7 separate regions of the Mus musculus genome follow, and regions 2, 3, 4, 5, 6 and 7 are each linked to region 1. The links are chromatin contacts, called in public Hi-C and promoter capture Hi-C maps. All regions are on one chromosome and are shown on one strand. The core of a region is the stretch at or near the end of the contact, and the rest is flanking DNA. Distances in the headings are between cores, read along the strand shown. Region 1 holds the start of Samhd1 (SAM domain and HD domain, 1). Region 2 holds the start of Map1lc3a (microtubule-associated protein 1 light chain 3 alpha). Region 3 holds the start of Trp53inp2 (transformation related protein 53 inducible nuclear protein 2). Region 4 holds the start of Acss2 (acyl-CoA synthetase short-chain family member 2). Region 5 holds the start of Lbp (lipopolysaccharide binding protein). Region 6 holds the start of Cep250 (centrosomal protein 250). Region 7 holds the start of Spag4 (sperm associated antigen 4).

Evidence for each region. Promoter capture Hi-C pulls out the DNA fragments that hold promoters and counts their contacts. A called contact is a pair of places that touch in the nucleus more often than the background predicts. Capture Hi-C pulls out chosen DNA fragments and counts their contacts.
Region 2: a promoter capture Hi-C map of adipose tissue shows a contact between it and region 1, with 2.7 times the contacts expected there. The contact joins the promoter of Map1lc3a here to the promoter of Samhd1 in region 1. A contact is called at or near these places in 1 of 115 datasets of contacts at active chromatin or transcription factors (microglia) and 2 of 9 other capture datasets (adipose tissue and liver).
Region 3: a contact with region 1 is called in a promoter capture Hi-C map of adipose tissue, with 3 times the contacts expected there. The contact joins the promoter of Trp53inp2 here to the promoter of Samhd1 in region 1. A contact is called at or near these places in 1 of 39 promoter capture datasets (pre-B cells), 1 of 115 datasets of contacts at active chromatin or transcription factors (thymic regulatory T cells) and 2 of 9 other capture datasets (adipose tissue and liver).
Region 4: a contact with region 1 is called in a Hi-C map of muscle stem cells, with 6 times the contacts expected there. The contact joins the promoter of Acss2 here to the promoter of Samhd1 in region 1.
Region 5: a contact with region 1 is called in a promoter capture Hi-C map of hippocampal neurons, with 4 times the contacts expected there. The contact joins the promoter of Lbp here to the promoter of Samhd1 in region 1. A contact is called at or near these places in 2 of 39 promoter capture datasets (hippocampal neurons and liver).
Region 6: a contact with region 1 is called in a promoter capture Hi-C map of the C10 cell line, with 2.3 times the contacts expected there. The contact joins the promoter of Cep250 here to the promoter of Samhd1 in region 1. A contact is called at or near these places in 1 of 39 promoter capture datasets (the C10 cell line) and 1 of 9 other capture datasets (adipose tissue).
Region 7: a contact with region 1 is called in a promoter capture Hi-C map of liver, with 2.3 times the contacts expected there. The contact joins the promoter of Spag4 here to the promoter of Samhd1 in region 1. A contact is called at or near these places in 2 of 39 promoter capture datasets (both in liver).

What each region holds. Positions count from the first base shown.
Region 1 is chr2:157,133,543-157,136,732 of GRCm38.p6, reverse strand. It overlaps Samhd1 (SAM domain and HD domain, 1), which reads left to right and starts at 1,637. Exons shown (of 16, transcript NM_018851.4): 1 at 1,637-1,854. The coding sequence starts at 1,644.
Region 2 is chr2:155,274,613-155,277,802 of GRCm38.p6, reverse strand. Map1lc3a (microtubule-associated protein 1 light chain 3 alpha) reads right to left here and starts at 1,439. Exons shown (of 4, transcript NM_025735.3): 1 at 1,157-1,439; 2 at 790-845; 3 at 599-705; 4 at 1-328. The coding sequence starts at 1,196. The coding sequence ends at 166.
Region 3 is chr2:155,380,093-155,383,282 of GRCm38.p6, reverse strand. It overlaps Trp53inp2 (transformation related protein 53 inducible nuclear protein 2), which reads right to left and starts at 1,427. Exons shown (of 4, transcript NM_178111.3): 1 at 1,266-1,427.
Region 4 is chr2:155,516,319-155,519,508 of GRCm38.p6, reverse strand. It overlaps Acss2 (acyl-CoA synthetase short-chain family member 2), which reads right to left and starts at 1,466. Exons shown (of 18, transcript NM_019811.3): 1 at 1,225-1,466. The coding sequence starts at 1,402.
Region 5 is chr2:158,304,893-158,308,082 of GRCm38.p6, reverse strand. It overlaps Lbp (lipopolysaccharide binding protein), which reads right to left and starts at 1,590. Exons shown (of 15, transcript NM_008489.2): 1 at 1,290-1,590. The coding sequence starts at 1,413.
Region 6 is chr2:155,954,952-155,958,141 of GRCm38.p6, reverse strand. It overlaps Cep250 (centrosomal protein 250), which reads right to left and starts at 1,584. Exons shown (of 33, transcript NM_001130000.1): 1 at 1,485-1,584.
Region 7 is chr2:156,063,767-156,066,956 of GRCm38.p6, reverse strand. It overlaps Spag4 (sperm associated antigen 4), which reads right to left and starts at 1,744. Exons shown (of 12, transcript NM_139151.4): 1 at 1,286-1,744; 2 at 719-823; 3 at 324-390; 4 at 91-152. The coding sequence starts at 1,595. It overlaps Gm39970 (a long non-coding RNA gene), which reads left to right and starts at 2,343. Exons shown (of 3, transcript XR_866890.1): 1 at 2,343-2,952.

The sequences.
Region 1 (3,190 bases), core at 388-2,887:
GGCCTTTTCCAGAGTCTCACAGCCATTGTTGGACTACATGAACTAAATCCTGTATAAATCCCTTTTAAACACACACATAAATATTTACTCTAACATTTCTGTTCCTTTAGAGAGTACTGACTAAGGCAGATTTAGTAAGAGCATGGTCTTTTGCAGGAAGCCCAGTCTCTGTTGTTTCTTAGCTCCCAGCTTTTTTTTTTTTTAAGATTTATTTATTTATTTTATGTATATGACCATACTGTCCTTGACACAACACAAGAGGGCATAGGATCCAATTACAGATGATTGTGAGCCACCATATGGTTGCTGGGAATTGAACTCATGACCTTTGGAAGGACTGTCAGTGCTCTTAACCACTGAGCCATCTCTCCAGCCCTCTCTCCCAGCTTTTATACTTCACTTTCCTACATCTGAAATTCGTTAAATGAATGTTTGTAAAGCCTTTAGAACAGGGCCCTGATCACATCAGCACTGTTTGCTAAGAATATTTTGGTTCATCCGATTTCTAGTTTGTCTGTTGTTTGTTTGTTGCTGGGTAATGAACATCGGGCCTCGAGCTTGTTTTGTTTTTGGTTTTGTTTTTTCGAGACAGGGATTCACTGTGTAGCCCTGGCTGTCCTGGAACTCACTTTGTAGACCAGGCTAGCCTCAAACTCAGAAATCAGCCTGCCTCTGCCTCCCAAATGCTGGGATTAAAGGCGTGCGCCACCACACCCGGCTCTCAAGCTTGTATTTTATGCCTAAGCATCACTTACAGCTGTCGGGCTCACCACTAAACATCTCATTTGTACTGCCTGACGTTAAAATACCTAGATGTGTATGTGTCTTGGTTTCTGAAGAGGTGTCGTAAATTAGTGGTCGTTGTACTAGTAATGGGTGGATAAAGATTTATGGGGAAGTTTGGGGTCTGTCCCAAAATGGCTTAACGCCAAAAAAAAAAAAAAAAAAAAAAAAAAAAAAGAAAGCCTGCTATTTGGACACTGACTAGTAATTAGTAAAAATACTGTCTATTTGGAAATAATAGGGCGGTCTGCTGCCAACTAACTGTGAATGTGGAATCTAACAGGACAGTCCGACAACCAGCTGGCAATCACTTCAGGGTTTTCCAGTTGGGCCAGTCCCTTGTTTTCTGCTCTGGGATAGGAGTGGCAGCTTTGTTGCCTTATAGGGTTTTTTTGTTTTTTGTTTTTAATTTTATTTTAACAAGTTTACAGCTTGGGGTGTTTGAAACCTGGCAAAACGTATTTGTTTCAGGAAGATACCTGCAGTTCACCAGAAGACCTTTTTAATCTGGAGCGTGGTGAACCTTCCTTAGCCCCAGATGCCCTCTTTGGCCTTGTCCTCACTAAAGTCTCCACTCTTAACCACAACTCAGTTTTGCTTTTCTAATAACACCACCCTTTCGGAGAAACACAAGGGCGGAGTTGAGGGCGATCGCGTAGGCATTGCGCTTGCGCAATGGGCCGGGCGCGAGCGCCCCGGGGAGGCCACGCTCCCAGGGCTGATGTCCGGGGCGCCTGCGCAGTAGGCCTGGAGGCTGGCAAAACTGAATGGACTCACTTTTGGGGTGTGGTGTCAGTGCGGCTGCGCGCGAGCCGGTGCCGCGGTACTTAACTTCGCAGCCCCGGGTGTCGGAGGTAGCCATGCAGAGCGCACCCTTGGAGCAGCCAGCTAAGCGACCCCGCTGCGATGGCAGCCCAAGGACGCCACCGAGCACTCCTCCTGCAACAGCTAATCTGTCTGCAGACGACGACTTCCAAAACACCGACCTCCGAACCTGGGAACCGGAGGACGTGTGCTCCTTCTTAGAGAATCGTGGTTTCCGAGAGAAGAAAGTGCTGGACATCTTCAGAGGTAGCGGGCCTGAGGGACGAAGGATGGCCACCGTGGGGCCGAGCAGGGAGAGTCCACATGGGAGGCATCCTAAGGGGGAGGTCTCTGGGGGAAGCGGCTGGCGGGAACCCGCCGCTGGAGAAGGAGGCGCCCTGTCGGGATGCGAACACACGGGCTACCCGAGGTGGGCACAGGTGAAGTGCAAGCCCATCGGTTCACTCTGGGCGGCGAACCTAGTAGAGGCCCAGGGAGGTTTGGTAGAAGGGTCTTTTCGGGAACTTGTCACTTCTGCCAGGAGCGATCCCCGCCCTTCTTAGAAGATTTTACCCCAGACCTCCGGCTGTGGCTTGCGGTCTTTCAGGCTCACCTGGCTTGGGAGACCCTTTTGTGCTAACCGCAGCTCCCGGAACACTTGGCCCCATGAGAGATTTTGAGCGCTTTTAAGTTTAACTCTGAAGCTGGTCCCGGAATTTGGGGTTTTCCTTAAAGGGGAGGGAAGGTGCTTAATCTCTGGATTCTCACTGACTATCATAATAGCCTAGTAGGGTTCAGTATGTGCTCATTGTATTTGCAGAGTGCTACTAAGGGAATTTCTCTTCCAACATAAGAGCAAGTTATTCACTGAAACCCCAACATTCCACAACTTGGCCACTCAAGAATTTTAAGAATTTTAAGGGATGCTTCTGGTTCTTGGTCTTGCTCCCGTCAACACTTTGAATCTGCTCAACTTTTTTTTTTTTTTTTTTTTTTTTTTTTCTTGGTTGGTGGCTGTGAAGCTTAACCCCTTGCATGATCGATCCCCGGAGGTGTTCGCTTGGAAAGTGGCCCCTCCGTGGTTATGATTTTCAAATTCAGTGAACTTTACTTCTTGTGGGGTGGAGCCCCTTGTGCCTAACTGAAGGACTGACTTTAAGAAAGCTTTAAAAGGGGTTGCGGATTTAGCTCAGTGGTAGAGTGCTTAGCAAGCGCAAGGCCCTGGGTGCGGTCCTCAGCTCTGGGGGAAAAAAAAAAAAGAAAGAAAGCTTAAAAATAGGAACTCACGTTTCTCTTTTTCTCTCCCTCTACAGAAGAGTAACTTTGGGGGTGGGGGTGGGGTAAGACAGGGCCTGTCTTATGTAGTCTCTATAGACCAGCCTAGCCTCGAACTCAGAGATCCACCTGCCTCTGACTCCTGAGTACTGGGATTAAAAGTGTAGGCCACCACACCTGGCAAGATTTCATTTTAACTATATATATATAGTTATATATATAGTTATATATATATAGTTATATATATATATATATATATATATATATAGTGCTGGGGTCCTTGAGGCCAGACTGGAGTGACTCCATGATGGAGTTGCTGCCACAGGGG
Region 2 (3,190 bases), core at 190-2,689, 1.9 Mb after region 1:
CCCAGGATGTGGTAGGCTGGCTGGTGGCCCCTACCTGGGGGGGGGAGTGGGTGTCACATCTCTGCCTAATCCACTGGGGACTGAAATAGCTTAGTTTAGGAGCCAGGACCTCCCTGGGGAGAACCTGACCAGAACTCCCAGCCACCCCCCTCCCCTCCTCTTGACTCAGAAGCCGAAGGTTTCTTGGGAGGCGTAGACCATGTAGAGGAATCCGTCTTCATCCTTCTCCTGTTCATAGATGTCAGCGATGGGTGTGGAGACGCTCACCATGCTGTGCTGGTTGACCAGCAGGAAGAAGGCCTGCGTGGGGTTGAGTTGCAGGCGGCGCCTGTGGAGGCAGGCAGGCATGCCAGGTGAGGAGGCTGCCTGCTGGAGGCCTAGGTGACCCTCCCAAAATGTTACTGAACCTTCACTTTCGGTCCATCTCAGCCAGAGGCTCTCACCTCTACTGAAGCTCGTCCCAACCCCGACCTTGGTCTTTTCCAGCCTCCTAGAACAGGGGCCCGGTGTCCCAAATCAGTCCCCTCGCCCCACTCCATCCCTTCTTGTGGAACCTGACCCTGCCCCACCCAAGGCCTGTAGGAGGCTGCCCACGCACCGGATGATCTTGACCAACTCGCTCATGTTAACATGGTCTGGGACCAGAAACTTGGTCTTATCCAGGACAGGCAGCTGCTTCTCACCCTTGTAGCGCTCGATGATCACCTGGAGTGGAGTGGGCGGGGGACTCGTAAGCCAAGGGCGGGACCTGGCAGGGCAGGGCGTGGCTGGGGGGTGCTAGAGACTCACCGGGATCTTACTGGGGTGCTGGTCGCGGATCTGCTGCACCTCCTTACAGCGGTCGGCTGCGGACAGAGCTCTGTGTGAGGCCCAGCGGTGCTGAGGCCTCCCGCGACTCCGCCTCGCTGATCCCCGAGGGGCGGCTCCCGGCCCGCCCCGCCCCAGCGCCCGCCCCCGGGGCCGTCGGCCCCGCAGCCCTCCACCGGGGGGACGCGGTAGGGAGGCGGGCGACCCTGCCAGGCCTTGCGGCCTCTCCACCCGGGGTCCGGCCGGCCGGTGCCTGACGTCATGGGGCTGACGTCACCTGCGGCAATCGGGGTCGACTGGCACCCCCATCCCTCGATCCCCGATGGCAGTTCGCCCCCCAGGGCCTCACCGAAGCTGCGCCGCTGCTTGAAAGGCCGGTCGGAGGGCATCGCGCGGGCCCGGCGGGGCGCGCAGCCGGGGCTCCGGGGTGCGCGGCTCAGAGATGCGTCTGCGGTTCGGCGCGCCGGGGGCTCCGGGGCTCGAGCTCAAGGGCTGCGGGGCTCGCGCTGAGCCTGGCGGTGGCGGCTGCGGGAGGTAACTCGCCTGGGTGACGTCAGGTCACAACATTCCTTAAAGGGGAGGCCGGCGCGCCGCTCCCATTGGGCCGACGGAAAACCCGCCTGCCTGGACCTGTGACGCCACGGCGCAGACAGCCCGGATTCCCGGCGCAGGTCGTAAGGAGGCGGAGCTCCAGGGCGCGTCACAGTTCTGTGACGTCACGATGGCAAGCTCCTCTCTTTGGCGCCACAGACTCAGAAGCCAGGCATTTGTCGCCTCCATCCAGTCTCTCGACGCTGCGGAGTAGTTCACCGCACCTTCATCGAGTTTAGCATTCGAGAAGGAAGGTGGAGCGGGGAGAGGATGGAACACCCAGAGTTTTAAAATTTTTAATGTGTCTGTAAGTGTATGCCCGCGGATGCAGAACATAGCATCGGATTTCCTTAGGCTGGAGTTAATCGCACTGCTGGGAATCAAGCTTAGGTCCTCTGAAATAATAGCAAGGGCTCTTAATTGTCGAACCATTGCTCCAGACCCCCCACCCAGGCTTTCAAAGAATTCTGGAACAACCATAGAAAGCATAGATTTCCAGAGTGAGGTTGGTTAATAGGTGGTTTAGATAAAGCAGGAGAGAATCGCTGAATGGGGGGGCTATATCAGAAGTGGTTAACCATGAGATGGAGAACATTCGGAACTGACAACACGCGAAGTCAGATTTTACAGGTAGAGCCCCTTGGTAGGATAGAAAGAAGTATGGTCTGGGAATGTTACCGAGGGTCAGGGTAGGATACTTGCCTAGCAGATGGAAGGCTTAAGTTCAGTATCTCAGGTTTTGCGGGAGGTGGAGGGGATAGAGGGACTGGACGGACACGGAGAGGCGGCCCCTTGAAGAACTTTAAAAATCGATTGAAAGCCAGAATCAATGCCAGATGTAGCTGGCTCTCATTTGTAGTCCTAGCTCTATGGGAGTTTGAGGCAGGAGGATGGGCTAGAGTTGAAGTAAGGAAGAAAAAAGATAAAACAAAAGAATTTACAAAGGACCATTGTTTGAAAAAAAAAGTTAGTTTGTACTTCAGAAACATACAGCTCAAAGGGAAGAAATTTGATGGGAACCAAGTTAACAGATGCACGCTTGAGTAATTCTAAACAACTGCTTATGGACAGAAATGGTAGTGATTGGTACAAAAACAAGCTGCTAAGGTAACAAGAATTCAGCTGAGATTGCCTTAAAGAGGCTGGGTGGCGGTGCCTCCTTAACCCCAGCTCTGTGGGCAGAGACGGGATGGTCTCTTGAGTTCAAGGCCAGCCTGGTCTAGATAGTGAGACCTTGTGTTTTGGGTTTTGTTTTGCTTTTTAAATGTCTTAGGGAGCTGGATTTGTTTGGAAAGATATTATTGTCTGCTTGGTCAGGTAGGGTGCTTGCCCGCAAGCATGAGGATGTGGGTTCAATTTTCGGAATATGTTAGATCCTAGAGGCTCCACCTACAAAGGGATTCAACCAGGCCTTATATCCCATCTCTACCTTCTCCAGGCAGCTCAATGCCTGGTATGTGGCAGCCCCAAATTAGGGTGGGGCGGTAGGATTACTTCCCTAAATTATGACCTTAAGTCCTATTTAGTGCCTTCACTAACCTTAGACACCTTCCCCTACAAGAAAATCTGTTAGTGCAAGGATTAGCCTTTGTTTTGAGGTTTCTGCAATGTTCTGGCTTCCCTTTCAGCAAGTGACAGGATTACTAAATCTGTCTCAGGACATCTCTCTACTGAATCCGAGAAGAATTTTTTTTAATATTTTAAATATTAAAATATTTTCTGTCTATGGTGGTAGAAGAACAACTTCCACACAGCAAATAGATAAATGTAAAAAAAAAAAAAAAAAAGACAC
Region 3 (3,190 bases), core at 178-2,677, 1.8 Mb after region 1:
TCCTGGTTCTCAGATTCCTGGCTCTGCTCCAGGAAGAACCATTCCCTTAATACTACAGAGGCTGTGCCTAGAATAGCACTGGAGGCCTAAGCCAACCCTAGCCCAGGCCATTCTTGAGCGACCCTCAACCTGGGAAGGACTCCAGATCTACTTACTTGGAAAGTAAGAGACATCCTTCTGTCACTCTGGAAGCAGCCTCAGGAAACAGCATAAGCTCTGCATCACTAATGCCAGGGAAGGGTCTGGTTCTCCCAGCTGACAGCTCTGATGGGAGGCCCACAGAGGGAACTCCCAACTCCCTCTCAACAACATCTGCCCTGGAGACACCTGGAGGCAGGCAACTAGTGACTCACCTTTCTGTGGTCAAAACAGCTGGGAGACGGCCATTTATTGGGTTTTGAAGTAGAAAGAAGGCAGAGGAGGTCAGGGCCTTGTAAGAGACCCAATTTTCAGAGACCTCCTGGGAAAATGTCCAGGATCATGAAGACTGAAGCATCCCATCAAATTGTGGTTGGTGCTGAACCCAAGATAGGGTCCTCAGTAGATGTATGTAAGCATGTAGCTTATACTTCAGCTAAGGAATCTACCACTTAGTGAGTGTGATTCTAATTGGCTGAGATCTCCAGTAAACTACGTCTCTCTGAGTCTCAGTTTCCTCTTCCGTGAAGTGGGGCTTAAGACCCTCAATATTTGTAGGCTGAAAATGACATCAACTCAGGCTCTGCACACATGTCAGGGATTAGAAGGATGTTATTATGTTAGGGGGCGGAGCCTGAAGACAGAGGGGATCCGCTACCATCTGGTAGTGTCTCCAGGACCTGGAGTCTGAAGCTCCATCTACTTACCGCCCTCTCAACTTAAATCGAGCTTTGCTGTCCTACCCTCTCTCAGGTCACAAGGAAAAAACAAATGAGAGGCCTGACCCCAGTCCCTAGATTAGCCCAGGAAACCGCCGAGTCCCTTCGGATCCCGCTTGTCTTTCAGCGTCTCTTCAACCCTCGGCCGGCTGGGCACGACATAGCGCCCACCGGGTCACCAGAGGACAAGCACCCATGCAAGCCTGGAAGGCGGGGCTGGCCTTGGTGACGTCTCAATGTCATATGCAAATAAAGCAACGTCATGGCCTACCGGCTTGGAGCAACCAATAGGGAGCCAAGAACGCAGCTCCGGCTGCCGCCGGCGGAGACAGACAAAGAACGGGAGAGGGGGGCGCAGGGCGTGTCCTGGGGGTGCCCGGAGCCCCCAGCCCGGAGGTCGGGACTCACCTGGGGCCGCTGCAGCAACCGCTGCGCTGAGGTAGTTGTGCGGCCGGGCGTCCCCGGGTCGCCGGTGCTCACAACTGGAGCCGCATACCGGGGACGGGCCGAGAGACGGCGGGGCTCCCGAACGGACGCCCGGAGCTGCTGCGGCCGCTGCGCCCGGGCTCAGGGCACAAATCCGAACGCTTCAACAGCTGATTGTGACGTCACAAAGGGGCCCGCCCGCTCGCGTCAGCGGCCGTCGGGACGGCAGCCAATCACAGGCGCCGAATGCTCTTTCCCCGCCCCTCCGCGGTTTGCCAGCGGGTGGCTGTAGCCCGGGAGCTGCTCTCGGAGCCTCTGTCTGAGTGGAGGTGACGGCCCGAATTCCCTGCCCCCAGTTACCCACAGACCTCACACTGAAAGCGACCCCCCAATTCTTCCTCAAGAATCCCACCTCGCTGCTTTTTCCGCACACATCCCTGCTCCCTCACTTGCCCCAGAGCTCCGCACATCCCTTCTCCTGCATCTTAGGTGCAGGACACCCACCCCACCCACCCCCGCCGCGCTCCATCTGTAAGTCCCTTTTACCCTCCTTGTCCTTTTACCCCACTTCTCTACACTGCCCTACTTGCCTGCTCTCCCTCCTCTATGTTTTTTGTTTTCCCCGCTCCTTTTTACGGTGGGCTTGAGCGGACCTTGCCCCTTCCGCGGTTACAAAGGAGCACCTGCGAGTGTTAGAGAATTGATGGGGCTGACAGGAAATCTGGCCAGCGTAGGACTTGGAAAGAAATTGCTCTAAGCTGAATAAACATTGACCTGGAGACAGCTCGGCTTAGAACGTTTACATACCTTATTTAGTCCACGTTGCTACCGGAACAGGTCAGGGGGGAAAGAGTGACAGACAGGGCAGGGATTGTTAGTCCTGATTTACATGTGGAGAAACTGAGATTACATGTACCTGCCTTTCATCTCACCACTTGGTAGATAGAAATGGGTTCAAGAGTTTGAAAGGCAGCTTGAGCTACAGGAGACTCCGAGGGAGGGGAGGGAAAGAAGAAGGGGCACCTACGGTTGCTTCTTCCAGACTGCCAGCTGACACTGAACACTTACCATATGCCAAGCACTGTGCTGCCTTTTAATCTTTACAATAAACCCAAAAGGTAGGTAGCATCCTCCTTTTACAGTTAAAGAAACAGACCAGGAGAATCTAAGCAACTTTCCGAGGTAATTAAGGAATAGTCCTTGGCAGAGCCAGGAGTTTAACTCACAGGTACTAGCCTTGACTCTGATCACACCCTACACCAGAGGGACTGAACTCCAGGGTTCTAAAGGGAAACCTGGCTTCCAGTCCTGTGTCTCAACCTGTGTGATTTCAAGTTAAATCCTTACTATTCTGGGCCTTAGTTTATCTGTCACGCTGCCATGGATATTCACATTTAGAACTGACAGGGTTTTCCAGACCCGTCATCCTCCAAGACTCTGCCAGGTTTGTGCTCCAGGCCCCAGCTCTTGCAATGGCCTGTGAAATACTTAGGGGATTTCCATGGCTAGAGCGTCTGGGTCTCTGGAACAGAGTTGGGAGATGAGGTTCGGAGGGTTGCCCATCTGGCCAGCAGGAGCTAGTTCAGAGCTTCATGCTCTGGTGGTTTCAAGAACCCTGCCCCAGCCTGGTCAGAAAGCCATTAGGAAGGACTGAACCCTGCCCGGCAGAGGAGACAGCCAGAAAATAATACCCAGAGGCTTGAGGGGAGGTGATTAGCACAGTGCTCCTTACACTAGGGTTTCCAGGGTGCCCTCATTTGTGCAAACCTGAGCCTCTGCCTAGCACAGCCACTTCCCACTAATCCCAGACCCTCCCTTGACCTCCTTGCTGACAAACTAATCCCTAACGTGTCCCTCCTGTTACACCCCTTGTTTGCTCTAAAACTGTATATTCTCACAAAGCCCCA
Region 4 (3,190 bases), core at 217-2,716, 1.6 Mb after region 1:
ACACTACTTGTAGCAATGAACAACTTCGCAATTGATTCGATAATGTTTTGCATTGTTCAGTATCTGCCTCATCCACATTGTTCTTAAACATTTAAATCATTACTTATTTAATGTCTGCTGGGTATCAACTATTCGATAATGGACCCTTTTATTACCCACTTTGGACTTTTTAATTTATGAATCTAGTGTTAGCTTTCCTATCTTAGAGATGAATACATTCAATATAAGTTTTTAAATCTGCCTAAGACTGCAAGCAAAGCTATGTATGTATTTTTCGGGCAGGATTTGTGGCTTGTGTTTACCTTACTACCAAATATCATGCTCCCTCTCAGCCAGGACGTGGTGGTAGGCCAGAGTCTCACTATGGAGCCGTGGCTGTTCTGGAACTACCTACGTAGAGCAGGCTGGCCTTGAACTTACAAAGACCTGCCTCTGCCTCCCCAGTGCACGGGATTAAAGGCCTGGCCAGATCGTGGTTTTGCACCCTAAACTGTCCTGACACTTAAGAACGTGTCAAGGCATAGAATTGTCTCTCAGACTCTGAGTTACTAGAATTTAGATCCAATTTTGGTTTTTTTAAGCAAAAAAACAAAACAAAACAAAACAAAACAAAACAAAACAAACAGGCTTGGTGGTAAACCTCACTCCGTCTTGTTTTGTTCACTATACCATCAAAACAACCAAAGCATCGGCATACTGACAACTCGTACAGTTGTGTATTGGGATTGCTGTCATTTTACACAGAGGCAGGACTCCTAGATGGGAAACAGACTTGCACTGACGCTGAGCAAAACGAGATGGGTGCATTCGTTAAAGGTCTGAGGGAGGCATGGTTGAATTGGAGGCAAAGGTGATTCTCTTCAGGGCTCTCCTTCCCTCAAGGTTCACCCTTGCTCCTTGGAGCCCTTCCTTTCACCTCGAGGGCTCTCTCAGGGAACTTTCTCCTCACCGATCCCCGCTTCTTCTCACGGAACCCGCATCTCCTCGTGAAAACTCGCATCTCCCAAAACTGCCAAGTCGCCAGAGAGTGCCCCAACTTCTAGGAAGTCTCGCCTCACAGATGCCTCCTTCTTCTCACAGAACGCCATCTCTTTCGAATCCCTTTTCCATGTCCCTCAGGGACCCTCCATCTCCTCCCTTTCTAACGGAGCTCGGTAAATCTCCCTCGGACTCCCGCTCCTCTGCTCACTGGCGCCCCCAAGAGTCGCTCGGGCCCAGCCTCACCCCGTGGCTCCTCCACAGAACGCCGGTGCAGCTCGCGGTAGCGCTGCAGAGAGGGGACGTGCGCCGAGCGTCTGACCTCCGGCGGCGGGGACCAACCCCGCACCCGGCCCTCGGCGCCGGTCTCCTCACGAGCCCGGCTTCCACTGCCGCTCTTGCGCCGCTCCTCGGGAAGCCCCATCGCATCAAGTTCCGAACACCTTGTCCGCCGTTGCGGTCGCTGCGGGTGCCGGGGCGGGGAAAACAGGTCGACCCTAGAGGCGGGGCCTCGGGTGAGGGCGGAGCCTGAGGCTAGAGGCCGTGCTCTAGGCATCCAATAGTGGGTAGGGCCGTGCGTGAAGGGGCGGGGTCAGCAAAAACCGCTGAAGACAAGGGGTAAGGGCGGAGCTGTCTTGCCGGAAGGGGTGGAGCCGTAGTGAAAGCAGAAGGAATGGTCAGGGAATGACAGGAGAGGGGTGGGGCCTTGGAATGACAGTGGAGGGGCGGGGCCAGAGGTGACAGGCGAGGAGGCGGGCCCGTGGAGTGATGGGGTGTAGCCCGGCTGGATGTGACACGAGAGGAGGCAAGGCTGTGGAGTGACCAAGTTAGGGTCTTGGAGTGACAAGGGTTGGGTTACGGCGCCGCGCAGCTTGAGACATGAAAGGCTGGCTAATAAGAGGCATTGTGTCATCCGTTGTGCAATTACCGTGGTCTGATTGCGTGATCCTGTCACTCCAGAGTTGGATAGCCAAGTGCAGTACAGTTCCTTCTGGGTGACACTCCACAGTCTCCCACCGAACAGCACCCCTATTCCGTTCCCATGGAAAAATTCCTCCGCGACCTTGAGGGCACAGATCCCCAATATGAACCTTCCTGCTAACTCGTTCTGATTCTCTCCCACCTCTTAGGACATGTCATTCTTTTTGCCTCCATAAATCTCCATCCTGATGTAAAGTACAAGACTCTTAAGTGAAGACGAGGAGGATCCTTCAGATATTGGCTCCAAACGCACAAATTCTCTTAGCACTAAAGGTAAATTCAGAAAAGGAAGGGAAATGTCACAAAGTCGGGGAGCAGATAAAGATCAAGTTATGGTCAGATCTGAGTTCTTGTATTGTTTGTTTTTACTAACATAAACAGAAAGCCAGATCTTAAAATACAAGGTCTATGCAATATAAAATAATACAAGTATAAAGAGGAAAAATTACATTCTTTAATTCACCTAAGTACACACCTATCTGCCACAAATTGAGTTTACTTCCCTCTGGCGTCCCTCTATCCTCTTCACCCAAAAGGAAGCCGAGCAGGACACCCTCCACTTCCTTCCTACAGTTATCACCAAGGACTACCTCATCTTACAATTCAGACTGTCAAAACAAGGATCTTTAATTATTTAGCTACAAGAGTGAATCTGAGGTCTGAAGCAGCCAGCTCCTGCCATTTAATGTCTACTTAGGGCTTGTGACCCATCAACTCACCTGCTACACTGATCTTTGTCCAACTGACCATATGCTTAGCCCACCCTAAACTGAAAAACACATGCTCAGACATATGATCCAGAGCCAACCCAATCCTGAGGGGAGGTTTTAAGGCTCACTAAGCACATACAGACCTTGTAGAATAGACAAGGGTCTCAGCGAGGGAACAGATACTTTCTCAAGGAGACATCAACCCCTCTGAACAAATACACACTTCATTGAAATTGCACAAACTATATTAAGAAGGCAGAGCTTTTTCTGGAGGTCTCAGACCCCTCGGAAAAGCCCTGCTTATAGGATGCAGATGGCATTACCAGGCTAAGAAACAGGCTTTCCTCTAGGAGATAAAGACTTCACTAAAGATATCTGAACCCCGATGAGAGGGTTCAGTCCTCACTGAGGGCCTTCTACATACACTGACGGAGTGGACAGCACTCAGGCCACACAGATCTCATTGGCGACAAAACTCTCATTGGAATAGAAGGAGTCACAGAAACAATGATCGCTATAGA
Region 5 (3,190 bases), core at 341-2,840, 1.2 Mb before region 1:
GAAGACAAATGTCCCTGACTTGGGGTTCCCAAACAAATGCTATTTGTGGCCCCGCTCTGTGTCCTGATAGGAGTCTGCACCCAGCCAGGCAGTGCACACAGGTCACTAGTGACATCCATTTTCACCCTTTTCAATGAGACCTCCTCTTTAGGGTGTATATGGCAGGATCCCTCTGATGGAACGACACCCTTTGTCCCTGGCTAGTTCTTATTGCTGGTTCTACTTTGCCTCCCCCTGGAAGCCCTCCCTGATTTTCCCTTCTGTCCATAGCCTGTTTTAGATCCCACTATCCCTACTCAACTGAAGCAGTGTTATGACCTCCATTAGATTAGGCAATGGAGGCTCTACCGAAGTGATAGGTCTGGGCTGTACAAACATCCCAGCTCCCTCACCCCTTGGACACGATAATTCTGTGTCACTCTCAGTAGCTTGTTAAATACCTTTTCTTAGTTTGTCAAGTTGGATCAAGCCTGGTGTTGCAGAAATGGAACCCAGGCTACTTTAGGAGGCTGAGGCAGGAGAATCACAAGTTCAAGACCTGCCTTACCTATAGTGTGAGTTCAAAGCTAGCCTGGGTAAGTTAGGGAGTTGCTGTCCAAAATTCAAAAACAAAAAAGAGAAGGTGCAGCTGCGGCCATAGCTCTGTGATGAAGTACCTGCCTAGCATGTGCAATTCCCAGGACAGCAATACATGAACATTTAAAAAGGAAGGGAGGAAGGAAGGAAGGAAGGAAGGAAGGAGGGAGGGAGGGAAGTTGGGAGTGACATGCATAAAGGTACCTAAGGAGTGCTCACCTTGAAGCAATCACTGATCAATAAGTTTTAATGTTTGGTAAGTCACATGACTGCCACTCAGATGCCAAGGGGGCACATCCCATCCCCGTCCGTAGCCTTGCTTGGCCCTCCCAGTCTCTAACTGCCTTCACTTAGGATTTGTGGTTTTAGGTGATGGTTTCAAATTCCACCAAGACTCTTCCAAAGAACTGGTTCCAGCTGCTGTGTGGGGCTGTTTACCTCGGCTGTCTGCCTTCTCTTCCCAGCCTATCTGCCCACTGCTACCTGCTTATCTCTCTTACCTCCTGCTTCAGCTGCTGGACCCCAAACCTTCCCCCCAGCCCTCAAAATACAAGCTATGGGCTGAGGTCACATATCTGGAGAGTGACCAGCCAGATGGCAGCTATTGCCACATACCCGTATAGCAGACTCCCTACCAGAGGGACAATGCCCTTCACATCCAGGCTGTGCCTGGTGTCCCGCCTCCTTGGCCAGCCTATATTATGGCTTCTTACCGTAGGCCAGGCCCTTGTCGGTGATCCTGGCCACCACACCGGGGTTGACACCGCCAGTTCCCTGTATGGACAGGAACAGCAGCCCCAGCAATGTAGAGAGCAGAGGTCCAGTCCCAGCCTTCATCCTGGATGCTCCGTGGGGGAGTGAGGACTGTGACAGAGTGGGCTGGCTCTGGTGTTCTTAACTAGTCAAGGCCCAGGGCTAGGGGGCGGTTCTTGAGGGAGGGCGGGCTCCTGGGAGCAGGAAAGAGAGGCCCAGGGAAAGAGAGGCCCACTGACTGGAACCCTCTTGCGACACCACAGGGGTGGGAGGTGGGGGGTGGGGGAGGGTCATTGTTGTGATCACTGCACAGGTTAGGAGGGCAGGCCTGGTGCCAAGGGGATAAGCCACTCCCATTCTCCCCTGCATGGAGAAGGGGGAAACCCCACACTCTCTGGAGGTTCTGCATTGCCTCTGCCAACCTTCTTGACTCTCTGCTAGGAAGGCCTGGTGTCACAGACAGGAATTTGAGGTTCACTCAGGGTCACAGCCCAGCCCATGAAAGCAGGAAGGAAAAGTAGGATTGTCTTCCCCTGCTCTCCGTTCTTTTAACTGTTTGTTTAAATAGGGACTTCTCCTCCCAACCTTGCAATGGGATAGCTGTCTGAACAGCAGCTTGGCATATCTTTCCAGCACCACGCCAAACCAAACACCACCCGAAAGCTCTCAGAACATCCTGATGCCCCATGACCCTAGCTGGAACTTGCTGTACATAACAGTCCGAGTTCTAATGTGTCAGCTGCCTTGCGCTGCATGACCCGGGCAGAGGAGTGAGCACCGGCTAAGGCGGCAGGGGAGAGGGACGGTGCCTGTCTTCTGAGAGTTGGGCTTGGCCGTGTCACCCTTCCAATTCTGCTTTCTCTTTTACCTTTTGTGAGGATCACGTGTGCCCCGTTTCCCTGCATTCTAGAAAATTCTTCTGTTTCTCTTTTCTTTCTCTCTCTCTCTCTTCCTTCCTTCCTTCCTCTCTCTCTCTCTCTCTCTTTTTTTTTTTTTGAGATGGGGGAGGGGGGTCTTCCTATGTAGCCCAGGTTGGTCTTGAACTCTTGATCCTCTTCAAGCCCTTTCTACTTTCCCAGTGCCAGGATTCTAAATGCAGCTTATGATAAAGATGTTGCCCGATAAGCACTCTAAGGTTTACAGAATAGAGAGCCTCAGGGACCCTCGCACTACACCAGAGCATGCAGTGCCTGTCCTCTTTAGCCTTTCCTCCTGAGTATAAACTAACACAACTCCCCTGAACTGCCCCGAGGGTTGACACGGAAAAGCCCTAAGCATGTAAAGCTAATGCACGCAGGAGGCAGAGGCTCTGTGGAATAATACTAAGGCATGAACAAAGCACCCATGCATGTGAGGCCAAACTGAAGCGCTCCACAGCCAGAAAGTAAGAGGAAAATAAAAGTGACTCACACCCAGGGCCATGAAAACTGCGAGAAATGGGTAGCCTTCCTGCCCACAGTCTAGTCTGTTCTCTCCCTGTGAAACCTCTTTGTGTTGAACATGTTGAAGCTTTGAGGGTTAGAGCTCCCTGGACTATCCAGGTTGCCAGCCCTTGAATAAACCTGAATAAATCTCACCTGCCAGCTCTCATCTCTCAAGGACCAGCTTCCAAGAGGCAGAGGGCAGCATCTGGGTCTGGTTTGGTGACAAAACTGCAGGAATAAGTGGGACTTGCCATTCCTAATGACACTATTGAAGGGCTCTATGCCTTTGGTCAAAGTCAAAATTGTCAAGAAGTTATGGAGGGCTGTCTCTGCTTAGGAGGGAGGATTGTGGGTATTTGTGGCTCAAGATCTAACTGTGTGGTAGAATGAGTTCTCAGCACACACAGGACATGTAACTCTGTAGCTTACTGGGCACT
Region 6 (3,190 bases), core at 335-2,834, 1.2 Mb after region 1:
GAGACAGGGTTTCTCCGTGTAGCCCTGGCTGTCCTGGAACTCACTTTGTAGACCAGGCTGGCCTCAAACTCAGAGATCCGCCTGCCTCTGCCTCCCAAGTGCTGGGATTAAAGGCGTGCGCCACCACACCCGGCTTAAAACTAAATATTTTTTACATGGGAGCATGGTTCCACAGGTAAGGAGTTGGCCTAATGATTCTAACCCACACGAAGGCTAAAGACATCTCCACAACGTCCTCTATAGCCTTCACGTGTCCACCAGGCGCAACTGGTTAGTAGCAAAGCGGAAATCAAAGTCTAATTCAATTCCAAATTCTATTCTCATTTCATTAGCTGCCAAAATCAAAAAATATAAAACTCACAGCACTGCAGAGCATTTCCTAAGGGGAATGAATTAATGACATCCACACCTGAAGCTTTCTGAGGTAATTTGAGCAAAATGTGACAATATGTTCCTGCAGCACAGGGTGTAGATGTACCAGTAAGACAGTGCAGAGCTGGCCTTGATTTTTGTTAAGAAAACTATCGATTTGGTAATATTATCAATCCTACTTCATAAGCTTTCTCAGGGCCCAGCCTAGACTCACAGGCCTGAAATCTCAACACTGACTGGCTGCATAAGACGCTGGGTTAAAAAAAAAAGCAGCCCTTTTATTGAAACGTGAGTTGCAACCCTGACCTCCATATCTTACAGGCTAACGTATAAACAGCAAACTAAAGGCAATCTAGTTAAGTCATAATATTCGTAGGGGGTTCTAGCTCATTGTGAAACTTGATTTATAAGTGCTTGTTTCTTCGTGCATAAAACGTGAATATACAGAACGCACACCATAGATCGCTGCATGGATTAAAGGGGCCTTTGTAGGTAATGCATTTAATAGAGCTGTCATCTTTCGACTATTCAGTAACTTTTTTTTAGTTACTAGTAGTCATCATAGGGCATAAGAGTTGAAAAAAAAGGACATGATTTCTAACAAGCCCAGAACAAGAAAGAGTGGCAGAACACTGACTTGGGCAAAGTTCGCAAAAGGCAAGAATCTGATCAGTTGAGCCTGGAGCAGGCCTCAAGAAAGATTTTTAAAGAAGTGATCTTTGAGTTCTGAAAAATCAAAGTTCTGATAATGGGGCAGTGGGCTGAGAGCGGACTTTCAGGGGAAGATCACATGCAAAGCCGTATGAGCACAGGGCGCTGCAAAACTCCCGGGTGCACGGAGCGTGATCCGCAGGGCGCGCAGCATCTCATCCCGTCAGCTCCGGGCTACGACAGTGGGCCACCCGAGTGTGAGGTTCTCTGGGCGGCGGCTGCAGCAGGAAACTGAGGCAGGCAGGCCCCGACCACTGGGACAGGTCCCAGCCCCTCTCTGGGCCCGGGGTGCCTCCCGGGATACAGGAAGCCGCTGTCCAGGCGACATCCCCGCGGGCGCCCAGGCCCTGGACCTCGGACCGTTACGCTCAGCGCCTCCCGCCTGCCCCTGCCCACCTCACCAGAGTCGGTTCCCGGGGATCCCGAAGCGCTCCGCAGCTACCGAGGCCGCTGCAGCAACCTGCAGGCCCGGCCTGGGGCCGCCCTCAGTCTGGAGGCCAGGCCCCGCCCGTCAAACTCCCGCCCTTTCGTGGGGAACCGCCCAGCCCAGTCCAGCCGAGCGCCGGGAATGAGTGCGCCGCTGCAAACCTCTCGCCATATTAAGTACTGGCAGCCAACTTACTAGAGAAGCCCAAAAGGAAAGGGGGGGATATAGTGAGACCAAGGTCGCTCTCCAAAAGTAAAGACAGTCACCGTCTCTGAATTCTAGCACTGAACGTTCTGAGGTGGAGAAGAAACACTCGCCCGTAAGCTCCCGCCTGTGGCTTCAGAGTTAAGTACTGCGCATGCGTGTAGCCAAGGTCTCGGTGCACCTGCGCACTGTCTCACCAACAAAGCCAAGTACAGTAACTGGGTGAAAGCACCTAGCTCCAGTTAAATCTGGGCAAACGAATGTCTCAGCTTTAGATCTTTACTGATCCTCCACGCAGCCCCAGGAAACAGAACATTCGCAAACAACTGTGTCGTTGGCTACTTTGTCCGGTTATGACTACCGCTACTTGACTGCGTTCCGCTAGGAACGGGGAGTTATTTTGATAATATATTGTACAATCATTATTGACGCATTTTCTTAGCATTGATTTTTTTCATTTATTTATTTATTTATTTTGGTTTTTCGAGTCAGGGTTTCTCTGTGTAGCCCTGGCTGTCCTGGAACTCACTCTGTAGACCAGGCTGGCCTCAAACTCAGAGATCCGCCCGCCTCTGCCTCCCAAGTGCTGGGATTAAAGGCGTGCGCCACCACTGCCCGGCTTTTCTTTCTCTTTCTCTCTTTCTCTCTTTCTCTCTTTCTCTCTTTCTCTCTTTCTCTCTTTCTTTCTTTCTTTCTTTCTTTCTTTCTTTCTTTCTTTCTTTCTTTCTTTCTTCCTTCCTTCCTTCCTTCCTTCCTTCCTCCCTCCCTCCCTCCCTCCCTCCCTCCCTCCCTCCCTCCCTTCCTTCTTCCCCTTCTTTCTTTCTTTCTTCCTCCCTCCCTCCCTCCTTTCTTTCTTCCTCCCTCCCTCCCTCCCTTCTTTCTTTCTTTCTTTCTTTCTTTCTTTCTTTCTTTCTTTCTTTCTTTCTTTCTTTCTTTCTTTCTTTCTTTTGTGTGTGTGTGAATTTTTTATTCATTTATATTAGTACACTGTAGCTGTCTTCAGACACACCAGAAGAGGGCGTCCGATCCCATTACAGATGGTTGTGAGCACCATGAGGTTGCTGAGAATTGAACTCAGGACCTCTGGAAAAGCAGTCACTGCTATATAACCCCTGAGCCATCTCTCCAGGCCAGCATTAAATTTTTATTTGATTCCCAGTTGGTTATAATTTTAGTAGAGACAAAACAAACAAATAAGCAAAAACAAAGAAATGAATCATCTCAGTATATACCAAGACACGAGGTGGGACTTGACACTTCGATTCAATTCCTGAAGACTCAGTAGACCAAAGGTGAAGCCAGGAATCTGCATTCTTGCAAATACCCCAGATGATTATGCACTATGGGAACTACACGAGACAGAGTCCTTCTTGGGCATCTGTGACTCTAGCACACAGTACAAGGCCATCTGATACAAAACAGATGCCCAGAAGTGTTGAGTGAACTAATTAATGTATAGGTGGTGTGAGGTGGTGT
Region 7 (3,190 bases), core at 495-2,994, 1.1 Mb after region 1:
TGAAGGCCACCAAGACGGAGTTCGGGGGGGGGGGGCTGGACTTGGCCCCAAACCTGCAGAGCTGGGTCCCAGGGAATCGATGCTCCTCACCTGCCAGAAAGATGCTCAGGAGCGACACAGCAGTGAACAGGAAGCGGATGGAGCAGATTTCCCTAAAGAACAGGAGTGGAAGCTGCTGCCTAGAGGCCCTGAACCACTCAAGCCTCGACCGTGGGGGTCCTAGACCCGCCCAGTTTCTGGGAACTCAAGCAGATCTGGATCTGCTCTAGCCTGGGTGGGGCCAGCCCTGCTGCCCTTCCCTGAGCCCTGCCGTTCCCTCTGACCTGCACACACAGACCAGCCCATCGACTGCCAGGGATAACACCATGCTCAGCACCTGAAAGAGGAGGCCTAGGGACGGAGACCGGAGAAGCAGCTCAGAGAGGGTGATCCATGAAGGTGAGGTAGTGCAGGTTCAGAAGGGCTCAAGAGAAGCCGGGGTGGGGACTGGGGTGGTGCGGAGGACAAGAGTCTGGGGCTCAGGAGGCAAGGGTCGTTTGGGGAAATGAGCTGAGGCTGGACACTAGGGCACAGGCTCGAGGAGGAGAACTGGGAACAGGGGCGGGGGTCCGAGAGCAGAGGTCAAAGGGCATCTGGGCTGGTTTCTCTGACTCAGACTCAGCAGAAATGGGGTTCTGAGTGCCAAGGTCAGAGGGGATGGGGCTGGCCTGGCTCGTACTCAGGAAGCTCTTGGACACCCTCGGGGTAGGCATCTCCTGCCTCAGATCCAGGATCGGGAGAAGGTTGAGTTGTTCCTCCAAAACTACAGAAGATCCAGACGGTTCTGCAAGAGCCCAGGGCACCATTGAGGTTTTGTGCACCACAGGCCCGCTCTTCCCCTCGGGGCCCGGGCGCAGGCTCCTGACCCTAGTGCCAAACAGCTGGGCAGCCTCTCAAACAGGCTTTTAGTCCAGGCCTTTGCCCCAGGTCACACTCCCTGCACACGCCCAGACCCGGAGCTGGAGAGTCTCAATCAGTGGAAACCGCCCCCCAGTCTGAGTCCCCGTGCGGCCGGACTAGGGTCACACTCACGCCGGCCCTGCGGCACCTCCTCAGCCATGCCCAGGCACAGGATTTCCTCCGCCCCCTCCCGGGACCGGCCATGGCACCGAGCTCGCCCCCGAGGGACACGTGTCGAGCACGTCCCCTCGTGAGCCAGGTCGGGGCTTCTGCACCCAGGTCCGCGCCGGGCCCCGCCCCCGAGCCCGCCCCGCCCTCTCGCCCCCGGGTTCGACCCCGCCCGCACCCGAGGCCCCGCCCCTCACGGTTGCCGCGCCACAGGCGGTCTGCCCATTGTGGCTCCGAGGCGCCAGCTTCGGCCGAGAGCTTCCTGCCCATGTGTCTCCTCCGGGCATTCCTGGGCTTAAGGCGGGCTCACCACAGCTCGAGCCCCGGGCCCTTCTGCCCTCGGGCTCCCCGAGCTCCGGCCCAGCGGACCGGCGCCCATTGCTGTCCCCCGAAGTCGCGCTGTGGGAACTATTGCTGTTCTCGCTGTAGAAGTTGGGTGTGTGATTATGAGAGGATGCGGCCGAGCCTGAGCGGGGGCTCCGCCGCATCCTGACCTGGGCTACCCCTCTGGGAAGCCGAAGTCGCCGCAGCCAAAGCCCTCGGCCCTTCCTCAGCTGCCTCGCGCCGCAGGGTAGCACCCTGCGTGAGCCCCGCGGCGGCTCGGCCGACCCTCCCGCTGCTGTGCTGTTGTCACCGTCACAGAGGAGCCGCGTCACAGAGCGCCCGTGACGTCACTGGGAGCCAGCAGCCCATCCCCCTTTCCTGATACATTTTTGTTCATGGTTTGGGTGTGTGTGTGTGTGTGTGTGTGTCCATCCAGAAGTTGATCTCTGCTGCTGTCTTCTCCTGCTCCCCACCTTAGCTTTCGAGATAGATTCTCTCTTTCTGAACCTGGGGCTCACTTTTTTGTTTTGTTTTTTCAACTAGGCCCCAGCGGTTCTCAATCTTCCTAATGCTGCGACCTTTAAATACAGTTCCTCATGTTGGGTGACCTCCAACCATAAAATTATTCTCATTGTTATTTCATAACTATATTTTTGTTGGACTGGAAAGGTGGCTCAGCGGTTAAGAGCACTCACTGCTCTTCCAGTGGTCCTGAGTTCAATTCCCAGCAACCACATGGTGGCTCACAACCATCTGTAATGGGATCCGATGCCCTTTTCTGGTGTGTCTGAAGACAGCAACTGTGTACTCATATACATAAAATAAATAAGTCTTTAAAAGAAAACCTGTAATTTTGCTACTGTTATGAATAAACTTTTGGAGATAGAGGTTTGCAAAGGAGGTCCCGACCCACAGTTTGAGAACCATTGAACGAGGGCTGGGACGACTCCATGGTTCCACTTGTCCCTACTCCCACAGAGCTTCAGTGACAGGCAAGTACCACAGCACCCTCTGTTTATGTGGATTCGGGGTTTACAAGCAAGTCCTCATGCTTAGGCAGCAAGCGTGAGGTTTATCCACTGGGCCATCTCAACTCCTCCTCTCTGTTCTGAGTCACGGTCTCTTACAAGTTTGACTAGAGAGCTAACCAACGGGTCCTAGGGATTCTGCTGTTTCTCTCTCTTCAGAGTCGGGATCACAGTCCCCTGAGCTCTGGTCTGTCGCTTTTTACCTACAGTGCTGGGTATCTGCACATGGGTCCCCGGGCTTCCGCACATTTTATTGATTATGACATTGCCCCAATCTCCTATGTAATTTAGACAAGAGGTTTTGCTTTGATTCTTTTGCTAGCCTGGTACTGGATATATAACCCAGGATGGTCCCGAGTCAGGACCATACTCCCGGTACAGTCTCCCAAGCCTGAGACTATGGGCATGTCATCATGTCCATCATGACCAGCTACAATGGCACCTAGATTTTGTTCACTTCTGTATCCTGCAGTACCTAGACGGGTCTAGCCTGGTAAGTGCCCTAGTATTTAGGGAAGCAGTAAATATTAGGAAGGAACAGAGCATCATCCAACACACTAAAACATTTATTATGGCCCCTCCTATTCACTTTTAAAACAGAGTCTCACTATGCAGCCAAAGCCAGTCTGGAGCTCAGATCTGCCTGCCTCCCCCACCTCCCAAGCTCTGAGGTAAAGGCATGTACCACAACTCCCAGCTGAGAGAGAGACAGAGGGACAGAGAGACAGAGA